Regions from separate parts of the Sus scrofa genome. Here all the other regions are linked to region 2. Evidence: chromatin contacts called from public HiChIP or PLAC-seq data. All regions are on one chromosome and are shown on one strand. Each heading gives the region's core, a stretch centred on a gene start, on an enhancer-like site or on the middle of the called end of the contact. The rest is flanking DNA. Distances are from core to core; before and after follow the strand shown. Region 1 holds the start of TRAPPC10 (trafficking protein particle complex subunit 10). Region 2 holds the start of U2AF1 (splicing factor U2AF 35 kDa subunit). Region 3 holds the start of C13H21orf2 (protein C21orf2).

Region 1 (3,021 bases), core at 108-2,607, 680 kb before region 2:
CAAGAGGAGGCATAAGGAGTATCCACTATTCACAAAAAAAAGGGGGGGGGGGAGAAACAGGAGTTGTCAAAACCTACAGAACGATCCACTGTGGCCTAAGTGCCCAGATTTTGCTATAGGAAGACTGCTTCCTTTCAAAGCACGGAAGGCTATTTGAAAAAACTCACTGAAGATGAGAACACTGTCAAAAGTCAAAAATCCTACCCGTGCAACAAACCTCTCCGCAAACCATTAAAATGTCAGCCAATATTTCAACGCTTGCCATAAGCTCAGTGCTTGTGAAAGTATTTCATTCTAAAGCTACAACTGGAGGAATCAGAGGAAGTTTTTTCCGTAAAAGAAAAACAATTCCTTTGGGCAGGCATAGACGCAGCCCCCAAACAAAACCCTAAAAACCCTACACCCACCCACCTAGCAGTCCAGAGCGTGGATGAGCGCCCCAACCTTAACGGCCTCGTCGGTAAAGTGGGTTTCTGCTCTGCACCAGCGCCTCGGCGGGGCCTGCGGGGAAGAGCCAAGGAGGCCGCCCGTGCAGCGGGTCTCGGCTCGCAGCGCCTCGCCGTCGGGGCCGTCGTGCCCCAGCAAGTGCGTCTGTGCCGCGCTCCGACGGACCCCTGCGTCCCACTATCCACCGCTTTACTGAAGTGCAAACCCACGTCTTCCAACACGATGCCCGCACGCAAACTTCGTCCACGCTCGCAGCCAGAGAACCCACGTCGGGACCGGGGGCACCGTGCGCCGGGGGGAGATCGTCTCCGCTGGAGTCAGGACGGGCCCCGGGCGCGGGGCGAGCTGCCTGGCCTGCGGCCGGACGGGGCGCGCCCTCCATGCCGGGCGCACCGCGTCACCGGCGCGGTCCACCTGCAGCGGGACAACCCGGGAGGGCGTCCGCGCTGAGGTCGGAGGTCGGCCCCGGAGAGGTCGAAGGTCGCCTGCGGGTTCAGAGGCCCCGCCGCCGCCGCCGCCGCCGCCCCGGCCACACCTCCATTCCAGGAAGCGACCGGGCCAGGAGAGCGGGGGCCGGGCCGCGGGGGCCGAGGGGTCGGGGACCCGGGCCGGGCTGCCCGCCGCGGCCGCCGCCCCCTCCCGCGCTGCCGGGCACTCACAGGTGACGATGGGCTTGTTCTCCATGGTGTAGATCACCGGCGGCAGCGGCTCCTCAGGGGCGTCCATGGGCGTCCGGCGTCACCGGCCCGGTCCCCCGCGCCCCATGGGCAGCCCGAGGCCGCGGGGGGCCAGCCCGAGGCTGAGAGACGCCGCGGCCCCGACAGCGACGCCCGCCGGGCCGCGCGAGGCAGCTGCACAGCCGCCCGCCGTCGCCGCTGCCGCCGCCGCCGCCGCCCGCCGCATCCACTTCCGGCGCCGGCGCGCGGCGCTACCGCTTCCGGGGCGCGCGGCTGAAAGGGGCGGCCCTTCCGCCCCGCGGGCGCCCTCCGGCGACGGAAAGGCGGCAGCGGCTGCGCGCGTCTCGGCGGAGGTTCCCTTTGCGCCTCGGCGGCCGAAGCCCGCGCGGGTCCCGCGCCGTGGGGGCTTCACGGCGGGGAGCTTCCCCCCAGGCCGGCGCCCTCGGGCAGACGGGCAGGGCTGGCTTGAGGGGGGCAGCCGGGACGCGCCGCGGGGCGCCCACGAGCACTGCCCACCACTCCCCCACCCCTGCCCCCAGTGCCCGACGCCGAGGACGCCCCGGGGGTCGCCGTCAGCCCGTGCGCACACGGGCACCGCCCGCCCTGGGGTCACTGGCCACACCAAGGGGACTCGCCCGTGTGGGATCGCCCGTGTGGGACTGTTGCCCATTAGCTAGCCTGGTGACTTGGCCGGAGGCCGGAGGCCTGGGTCAAGTCAGGGAGTCAGTGAAGACACCGGGTTAATTCCCATCACTGAGCTCAATGGCAGTCACACCCTTTGCAGAACCCTTGGTCTTGGTTTGTTGGTTTTGCTATACTGGTTTTAAGAAATAATGTTGTTTCCATGAAGAAGGACGAGAGCATACAACTTCTCAGTACAACCAAAGACCCTCCCGCACCACGATTCCTCCTCTGTGCTGGCCTGACAGCCGAATTTCACTAAGTCCCCCCCATAGTTGGAAGGAAGCACCTCTCTTGAGTTTCCACAAGGCTAGTTTCCTGTCTCCGTGACACTAAAGTTCCCGAATAAGGGACTGCCGCTGACTTGTGTCCCAACCCTTCCCCACCCCTAGCCACCCAGAGCCTCCCAGGGAGTAGGTACCTCCTGGGAACGCCACAAAACACAATCCGACTTTAGCTGCACCTCCATGTCTTAGGCAAGGAGAGTAGGTGTGGGGTAACCTTTGCAAATGAAGTAAAGGCAACACGAGTGAAATTGTTTGTGAACACAGCTGCTGAATGTGCATAGTGCACTGTGGCCAGGGTAAGAGGCAAAGGTCAGAGTTGAGGGCAGCTGGAGCCTGTGAGACAGAGCCCTGGCGGGGAAGGAGCTGAGGATGGAGGACCAGAAATCCGGGGTGGGGGTGTCCTCTTTAGCCTTTGGCTTCAGCTGGGCTCAGCACTCGCTGGGTGAGATTCCATAGGACTTAACAGGAAGTGGTGTCGTGGAGTCAAGAATGGCACAAAGGCTGGAGACCCAGCCAGCCTAGAGGAACAGCCTGGTTGATGCTCTCAATACCCAGGGCATTCAGCTGAGACACTAGGTTGAGGCCAGATCAGTGCTCTAGCTCTGCAGGCCACATACAGTCTTGGTCGTACATTTTTCTTTGGCTTTTTAAATTTTAAAATGTAAAAGCCATTCTTAGCTGAAGGGTCATGTGGAAACAGGGCGTGGCCTAAACGTGGCATTGAGTCACAGACTGCTGACCTTTACCCTAAAATATGGCCTCCGCTACACTGGCCTTAACAGAGTGTCAAGGTCTGCAAGAGAGACAGAGTTTGGACACTGAATCCTGCCAAGGTGGAGGGGTTCGGGGCCACCGTGGACAGTCCTCAGATCCAACCTAACAGAGTTTAAAACTAAGCCCATAAAAAGTCAGAGTGAACTGCCAGCTAA
Region 2 (3,249 bases), core at 437-2,936:
CATGGGATCCGAGCCGCGTCTGCAACCTACACCACAGCTCACGGCAACGCCAGATCCTTAACCCACTGTGCAAGGGCAGGGACCGAACCCGCAACCTCATGGTTCCTAGTCGGATTCGTTAACCACTGCACCACGACGGGAACTCCCGATTTTTTTGAATTAAAGTACTTAAGAAATGACCAAGGCAAGCGTCCTTCTGTCCCCCGAGAGGTGGAAATAAAACCTCACAAGAAAGAGGCCCTCCCTGCATCTGGAGGTAGACGGACTCCCCTTGTGGTCAGAGATGGGGACTTGGGGGCAAGAAGATTCATATAAACAAACTATGCTGCTTCTTTAACTGGAACCCCAACAGGAGCTTTTTGTCCTGTCAATTCCTCACAATTTCACCATTTCTTTATCTAAAATGTATAAAAGCTGCCTGCTTTGGCCGCTTCTCAGGTCCCATTTCTATGCAACCTCCATGCAAGCATGAATTAGAAAGTTTCTTTTTCTCCTGTTTATTTATTTTTGGCCTCACCCCCCAGGCATGCGGAAGTTTCCCCACTAGGGAGTGAACCCAGGCCACAGCAAATGATAACGCGAGACCCTTAACCAGCTGTGCCACAGGGAAACTCCTGCTCATCCGTCCAGTGTCAGTTTTACTGTAGGTCCAGCCACAAGAACCCAAGACAAGCAGAGGGGAAAAGGTCCCCCTTCCCAACAGTACAAATAGGATCACAGCCGCTGCTATGACACCCACTACATAAACAGAGATTCTCAAACCACAAGGACGTCCAGGGTCCTCGGAACCACTCTGGGGCTCAACGAGCGTCTGATCACCATTTGCCCTTAGCATGAAAATCACTCTCAAATGTGTCTTATACCAAATTTTAACACCCTAGAGACCACCAAAATAGTAAACATTTCTGCTAGAAAAACAATGTTTGTGTAGTCCTCCTCTAGGAATAAACGTCCATGCTGCTTCTTCAGTTTACATGGGAACCCCTGAGATTGCAGCGCTGGCGGAGCAAATACAACAAGTGTCCATCTGCCCCCCAAACAGAAAGAAGCCCGCAGGAGGGCACTTGGTGTAGGATTGCTAGTAAAAGTGAGACTGGCAACAATCCATGTGCCCATCCACAGGGGACTGGTTGAATAAGCGATTCACCACCACACAGTGGAGCCACAAAAGCGGTCAGGACATGACCACGTAGTCCTTCGGAGCCACCTCCAGGATGTAAGGTTACATGAAAAAAGGCAAGGTGGGGGAAACGGTGGGTGGAAAGGAACTGCCCTAAACAGAACAAACTAGGGTAACCGGAGATGGATAGCTCTGGGGGAAGGGTCCGGCGCCCCCGTGGGTCTGTAACCTCGTGCTCAGCTCTGCCCGGCCCCTCTCCCCGGAGCTTCCCCGCGCCGAGGCTCTTCCGGGGCTTTTAGGGTTTACGCGCCGGGAGCTACTAGACGTCCCTAAAGCAGAGCCGCCCCTGGTTTTTGCAGTGGGTCTCGCGCAGTCGGCCTCCTGGGCGATCGGAGCCTCCGAACCCGCCAGGCTTTTCCCGGTCGGGCCCAGGCCCTAGCGGCGCATTTCCCGGGGCCCGCGGCGTTGGGCCACCCCGGCTCCGTTCCAACCCACGAGGGCGCTGGAGGAGCGGGGGATCTTCCCGGAGGAAGGGCTCGAAAGGCGGTGAGGGCGGGGTTGTCCCACAGCGAAAGTACGAGGAAGGGGAGCCTGCACCTCGCAGAGCTCCGCAGAACCCGCCCAAGCGGGGCACGCGCGCCCCGGGCCTAGCCCCGGGGACTGCGTGGAGAAGCCCCTACCCGCCGCCTCCCGACCGCCGTTTGCGTGCTCGGCTTCCCCGGGCCCTCCGGGGGCGCCGGCGGGGTCGGGGACCTCGGCCTGGGCCCAGGGCGCTGGGAGCGCGGGCCGGCGGAGCTGGAAGCGCGGGTGCGGGGCAGGGGGAGTGCCGGAAGGGGGCGCTGGCGGGCGGCACCTCCCGTGCCCGCCAAGTCCCGCCCACGCGCAGGCAGCGCCTCTTCGGATTGGGCAGCGACCCCCGCGCCGTCGGGGCGGAGCGAGCGTCGTCGCGTCCGGGTGACGTCTCCCGCGGGCGTCGGGCGGGGTCGTCGGCGGCGGTGGCGGCGGCGGCGGCGGCGGGTGGGAAATGGCGGAGTACTTGGCCTCCATCTTCGGCACCGAGAAAGACAAGTGAGTGGGAACCGGCCGCCGGGTTTCGGGCCGCGGGGGCGGGCGGCGCGCGAGCGGGCTCGGCCTCGGGGCCTGGGAGGCGGCGGGAGGCCCGGCGGGCCGGCGGGGGAGGGGAGCGGCGGCCCTTCCGGCCTCGGGAGCCGCGCCGCCGCCTCGTGCGCCCGAGCGGGCGGGCGACGGGCCCGGGCGGGCGGCGGGCTTCCGCTCGGGCGGCGCGGCTGCTCCCGCCCGGGGCGCCTCGGCGGCCCACCTACCGGCGACGGGGCCCCCGCGCCCCCGGGTCTCCGGAGCCGTCCGAGTTGCGCTGAAGTTGTCAGCGTTGCCAATCCCCGCAACTTTCAGCTTTTGAGGTCGCGTCGGGCAAGCCGTAGTACAGACCTCGCCCGAGTTAAATCGTCTGGTAACTTAGGGTCCGAACCGTTGGGGTTTTATCCACTTAATAAGGCTCCTCTGTGCTTAATCGATGATCTGGGCTGATCGTAAGGACGTTTGATGAGATTACGGTTAACTAGCCTAAGAGGCACAATCTGCTTCTAGAACACTTGAAAATGCAATTCCAACATAAGAACGAGGTAGAGAGTTTTTTCTTTTTTAAGGTTGTGTGTCTTCCCTAAGCGATGGCTAGCCTGAAGTTTTTAAAATATTTTTGACTTTGCCACGTATGAATTTCCAATGCAAAGTTTAGACTAAGGGGAATGTTTTCAGACACTTTGGAGGATAATTGTTAGTTCGCAAACCTAAAGACTAAGCTTATTTTATTCTTTGGGTAAGTGGTTCACATCTCGGGATCCTTCAAGGCTGTACGAGGCTTATGCGAATGTGTTTTTAATGATAAACCCCTAAGTTTGGTGTAGATAACGTTTTGATACTACTTTATCAAACACTTTCAAGTTGTTTCTGTTTTCCAGGGTGCAGTCGATCTTGTAAAATGTCTTTTCTCACATATTCCCGAATTTCCTGTCACTTGGAGGAGGGGATTTTTTTTTTTTTTTTTTTTTCCTAGCAAAACTCACAAGACAGAATCATCAGTCATCCTCTAGGACGTTTGTTGGAGGCCAGTC
Region 3 (3,277 bases), core at 12-2,511, 950 kb before region 2:
ACCGCTACTCACCTGTGGTGGCAGGTGGGTGCCTCCGTGCCCATCCGGCCGTTCCCTATACTAGATTCTGAATGCTTAGCCTGCCACTGAAGACTGGGCTGCAGCTCCCACTGCTCAGGCCACCAAGTGGGTAGGAACAGCCACTGAGGGGTCTTGAGTTCTTCCACAAACTCTTAAAATAAAAATGGGTGGATGGAACGTCAACGGTTTCTAAAATGAAAAAAAAGAAAATGCAGCAGTTGTTAAACTACGGTGCGAATGCTTCTCTTTTTAGAATTCCCTGTGGTCTTCCTAAGGACAATGGCGGTGTTGGATGGGATGGGAGATCCTGCAGCAAAATCCCACTGTCCCCACTGAATCATGACCCCTCCTCACCACAGAGGTCCCTCCAACAGGGAGATCCTCCACAGCCCTGGGCTTCGGAGGTGACTCTGAGAAAGCCATCGCTGACCTCTGTGAAAGAAAACGATGATTCTGACCAGTTGGTAAAAGCGTTATTCAAAATTATTGCAGTGAGAGGAGAAAGAGAGCGCTCAACTCCAATTCAACAAAGACGGGGGATTTATGGCCAAGGCGCATGAGAGGCCAGTGGGTGGAAAGCTCCTGAGAGACGTGACGGGTAGGGGACTGAGTCACGGACTAGATTCCGCGGGAGAGGGGGGACGAAGAACGCATCAGGTGTCCGGGGTGATCGGAGATGGGCTGGGGTGACCAGCAGGATCTTTGCTGAGACCGGGCTGGGCGGGCCGAAGCCGGGACCGGGGCCGTGGGGACGAGGTCCCAGAGGAGGCCGGTCTCGGTCTCGTCCCCCCAGCAGTCTGAGATCCTGGATCCCTGTCCTAGCGCCCTCTGCAGGCAGCCCAAAGAACTTGACTTCTAAAGCATTCAAGTGCCGTGAGGGCTCCCTTCGGGCTGGCCGGTATCTTCGGCACCTGCCTCCTTCCGTAAGTGCCGAGACGAAGGGGTCAGGACAAGTCCTTTCAACTCTTTAACTCTTTGTAACCCGGGGCAGTTAAGAGCCCACCCCCTTGACGCTCGGCGAGGGCGGTGGGTCCCCAACCCCGGCGCGGAAGGATGACGTCAGAGCCTGGCCTCCCACTCTGCGCAGGCGCAAGACCGGCGGCGCGCCGCCGGGGCAGGGCGGAGCGGGCGGGGGGCGGAGCCAAAGCGCGAAGAGGAAGCCCGGGCGGCCCACTGCGCTCGCGCTGACCCGCCCCCTCGCCGGCGGCCAATGGGCTCTCTGGACCCGCCCCTGGCGACATAGGCCCCGCCCCCTGGAAACGCGCCGCGGCGGGGCCGACCACCTCGGGTTAGCGAGCGGTTCGAGAGCTCTGCCGGGGTCTGGGGTCCTGCGGCCGCCGCCATGAAGCTGACGCGGAAGATGGTCCTGTCCCGGGCCAAGGCCTCGGAGCTGCACAACGTGCGGAAGCTCAACTGCTGGTGAGGCCGGAGGCCGTCCTCCCCCCTGTCCGGCACCCTCTCCCCGGGAACCCAGCCCTAGGGCAGAGCTATCGGAAAACAGAGACCCCAGCCCAGCACCTCCGCCCTGGAGCGAGGACCCCCGCCCCGCATCTCTGCTCCGGGGCACAGCCGAGAAGGGCCTGGGAAGGATGCCGAGGATTTCAGGGACGGGGGTACCTCCGGCCTCACCTTCCTGGCCGTTGCTGGGTCCTGGGGGCTCACAGGATGTGGGAGTTGCTGCCATTGGCCCAGGCGGCCTTTGGCAAAGATCATTCCAGAACGTTCACCCCTCCTGAGTGAGTGGTGGTGTCTCATGCAAAGCTCCAAACCTGCACTCCTTGCTGGAAACAATTGGAGGGAGTTACCTGGGAGAAGCTGTTGGGCTGTAGAGAGCTGCAGTGGGGCCGACAGTTCCCTCCATGGACAGGTCTCATTTCTGACATGGGCAGCAGCCCCTGGGAGCCAGGCCTGATGAGGTGGGAGATCATGGGAATTAACACCTTTTCCAGGGGAAAGAAAGGAAACTGGGACCCCAGAGAGAAGCTTCAGCAAACATTTTTGTGATTGAGCCCTGGGGGGAGGGGCGGTCCCCACGAGACAGGAGAGATACAGGTGCTGTGGGGTCGGTGTCGGCTCAAAGGCAAGGCAGCCAGCCCTCGCAGAGCCAAGGCAGGACCCGAAGTGCTTCTGAAACTCCTGAAAGGTCTACACGTGTTCGCTGGGGATTCCGAGCACGTCTCCCAAGTCTGTACCCTGGACAGTTCAGGTGCGGCTGGGCACTCGGCCAGAGGCAGCCGCCCTCCAGCCAATGCAGCACATTGACTGCGGAGCTCTGCCTGTTCATTAAACAGCCTTTCTCTCTGCCCTGCACATCTGGCGTTTTGGCCACAACATCCCTGTGGTTTGTTTTCAATAATGCGTGGCGTTGTCGGGCTTGGCGAGGTCATCCTTCCAGAAGCTGCGAGGAACAACGGCCCTATTTCAGGCTGAGTGCGTTCACGAGTCGCGTGTTTGGGCCCAGAAGTGGCCTCTTACAAAGAGGCCCTTGTTTATCTCCCTCGGGGCAGCTGCCTTGAGAACCAGTAAGTCTTCGTGTCCTTCAGATGGGGTGGCCTCCGCCGTTTCTTCATCCGAGAAGGAGCCCTTCAGGATCAAATCATTTTGTCCACAGTCAACCAGGACTCGCTTTTGGCGCCTTTGTCAGTTATCCGAGAAAGCCTTCTTTTACTTTGTCATTGAAATCCCAGACTCTTACCGTTTATCATTAGTTTTTGGAATTTGTCTGCAACCTGAACAAAGTGAGAGTGTGTCTGTCTTTTCTTTCCCCAGGGGCAGCCGTCTCACGGATGTACGTATCACGCACACCATCTCCAGGTGGTCCCCGGCCCCCGAGAGGACTGTTCAGTTGACAGAACTGCACCCACTCAGTCCAGGCCCCGGTCTGGTACTTTGTGGGTTCAGCGGTTTTTGTAAAGCAGAACCACTCATGAAAAAAACAGTTCTAAAAAGGTCTGTGGCACCGGGGCTTATTGTGGAGTTCCAGCATTCTCCTGCGGGTGAGCGGACCGCCTCACAGAGGAGGGAGCAGGCCCCGGATGAGACCTCGGTTTACTGCTCCCTCAGCTGGGAGGAGTACAGCTGTTACAGGTTCCAGGACTTCCTGTCCCCAGGAGCTTCCTCACTTCAGCTCTGCCCCAGTCAGATCCAGCCTCACCGTCCCACCCACCCCCTTGGCAGGAAGAGCTGGGGCCTGGGGGCGGCAGAGCACCTGCTGAGCTGAGCCGAGGGTCTGTGAATAGATTTCTCCCCACCCCCA

What was found. HiChIP or PLAC-seq counts read pairs in DNA pulled down with a chosen protein or histone mark.
Region 1: an H3K27ac HiChIP or PLAC-seq map of alveolar macrophages shows a contact between it and region 2. The contact joins the promoter of TRAPPC10 here to the promoter of U2AF1 in region 2. A contact is called at or near these places in 1 of 5 promoter capture datasets (liver) and 1 of 2 datasets of contacts at active chromatin or transcription factors (alveolar macrophages).
Region 3: a contact with region 2 is called in an H3K27ac HiChIP or PLAC-seq map of alveolar macrophages, with 8 times the contacts expected there. The contact joins the promoter of C13H21orf2 here to the promoter of U2AF1 in region 2. A contact is called at or near these places in 3 of 5 promoter capture datasets (fetal liver, fetal skeletal muscle and liver), 5 of 47 Hi-C or Micro-C datasets (embryonic fibroblasts, fetal liver, liver and 2 more) and 1 of 2 datasets of contacts at active chromatin or transcription factors (alveolar macrophages).

What each region holds. Positions count from the first base shown.
Region 1 is chr13:206,934,647-206,937,667 of Sscrofa11.1, reverse strand. It overlaps TRAPPC10 (trafficking protein particle complex subunit 10), which reads right to left and starts at 1,357. Exons shown (of 23, transcript XM_021071078.1): 1 at 1,107-1,357. The coding sequence starts at 1,173.
Region 2 is chr13:206,256,134-206,259,382 of Sscrofa11.1, reverse strand. U2AF1 (splicing factor U2AF 35 kDa subunit) reads left to right here and starts at 1,686. Exons shown (of 8, transcript XM_021071048.1): 1 at 1,686-2,188. The coding sequence starts at 2,145.
Region 3 is chr13:207,202,725-207,206,001 of Sscrofa11.1, reverse strand. It overlaps C13H21orf2 (protein C21orf2), which reads left to right and starts at 1,261. Exons shown (of 7, transcript XM_021071512.1): 1 at 1,261-1,440; 2 at 2,791-2,809. The coding sequence starts at 1,364. LOC102158266 (a long non-coding RNA gene) reads right to left here and starts at 1,154. Exons shown (of 4, transcript XR_299372.3): 1 at 376-1,154; 2 at 13-210.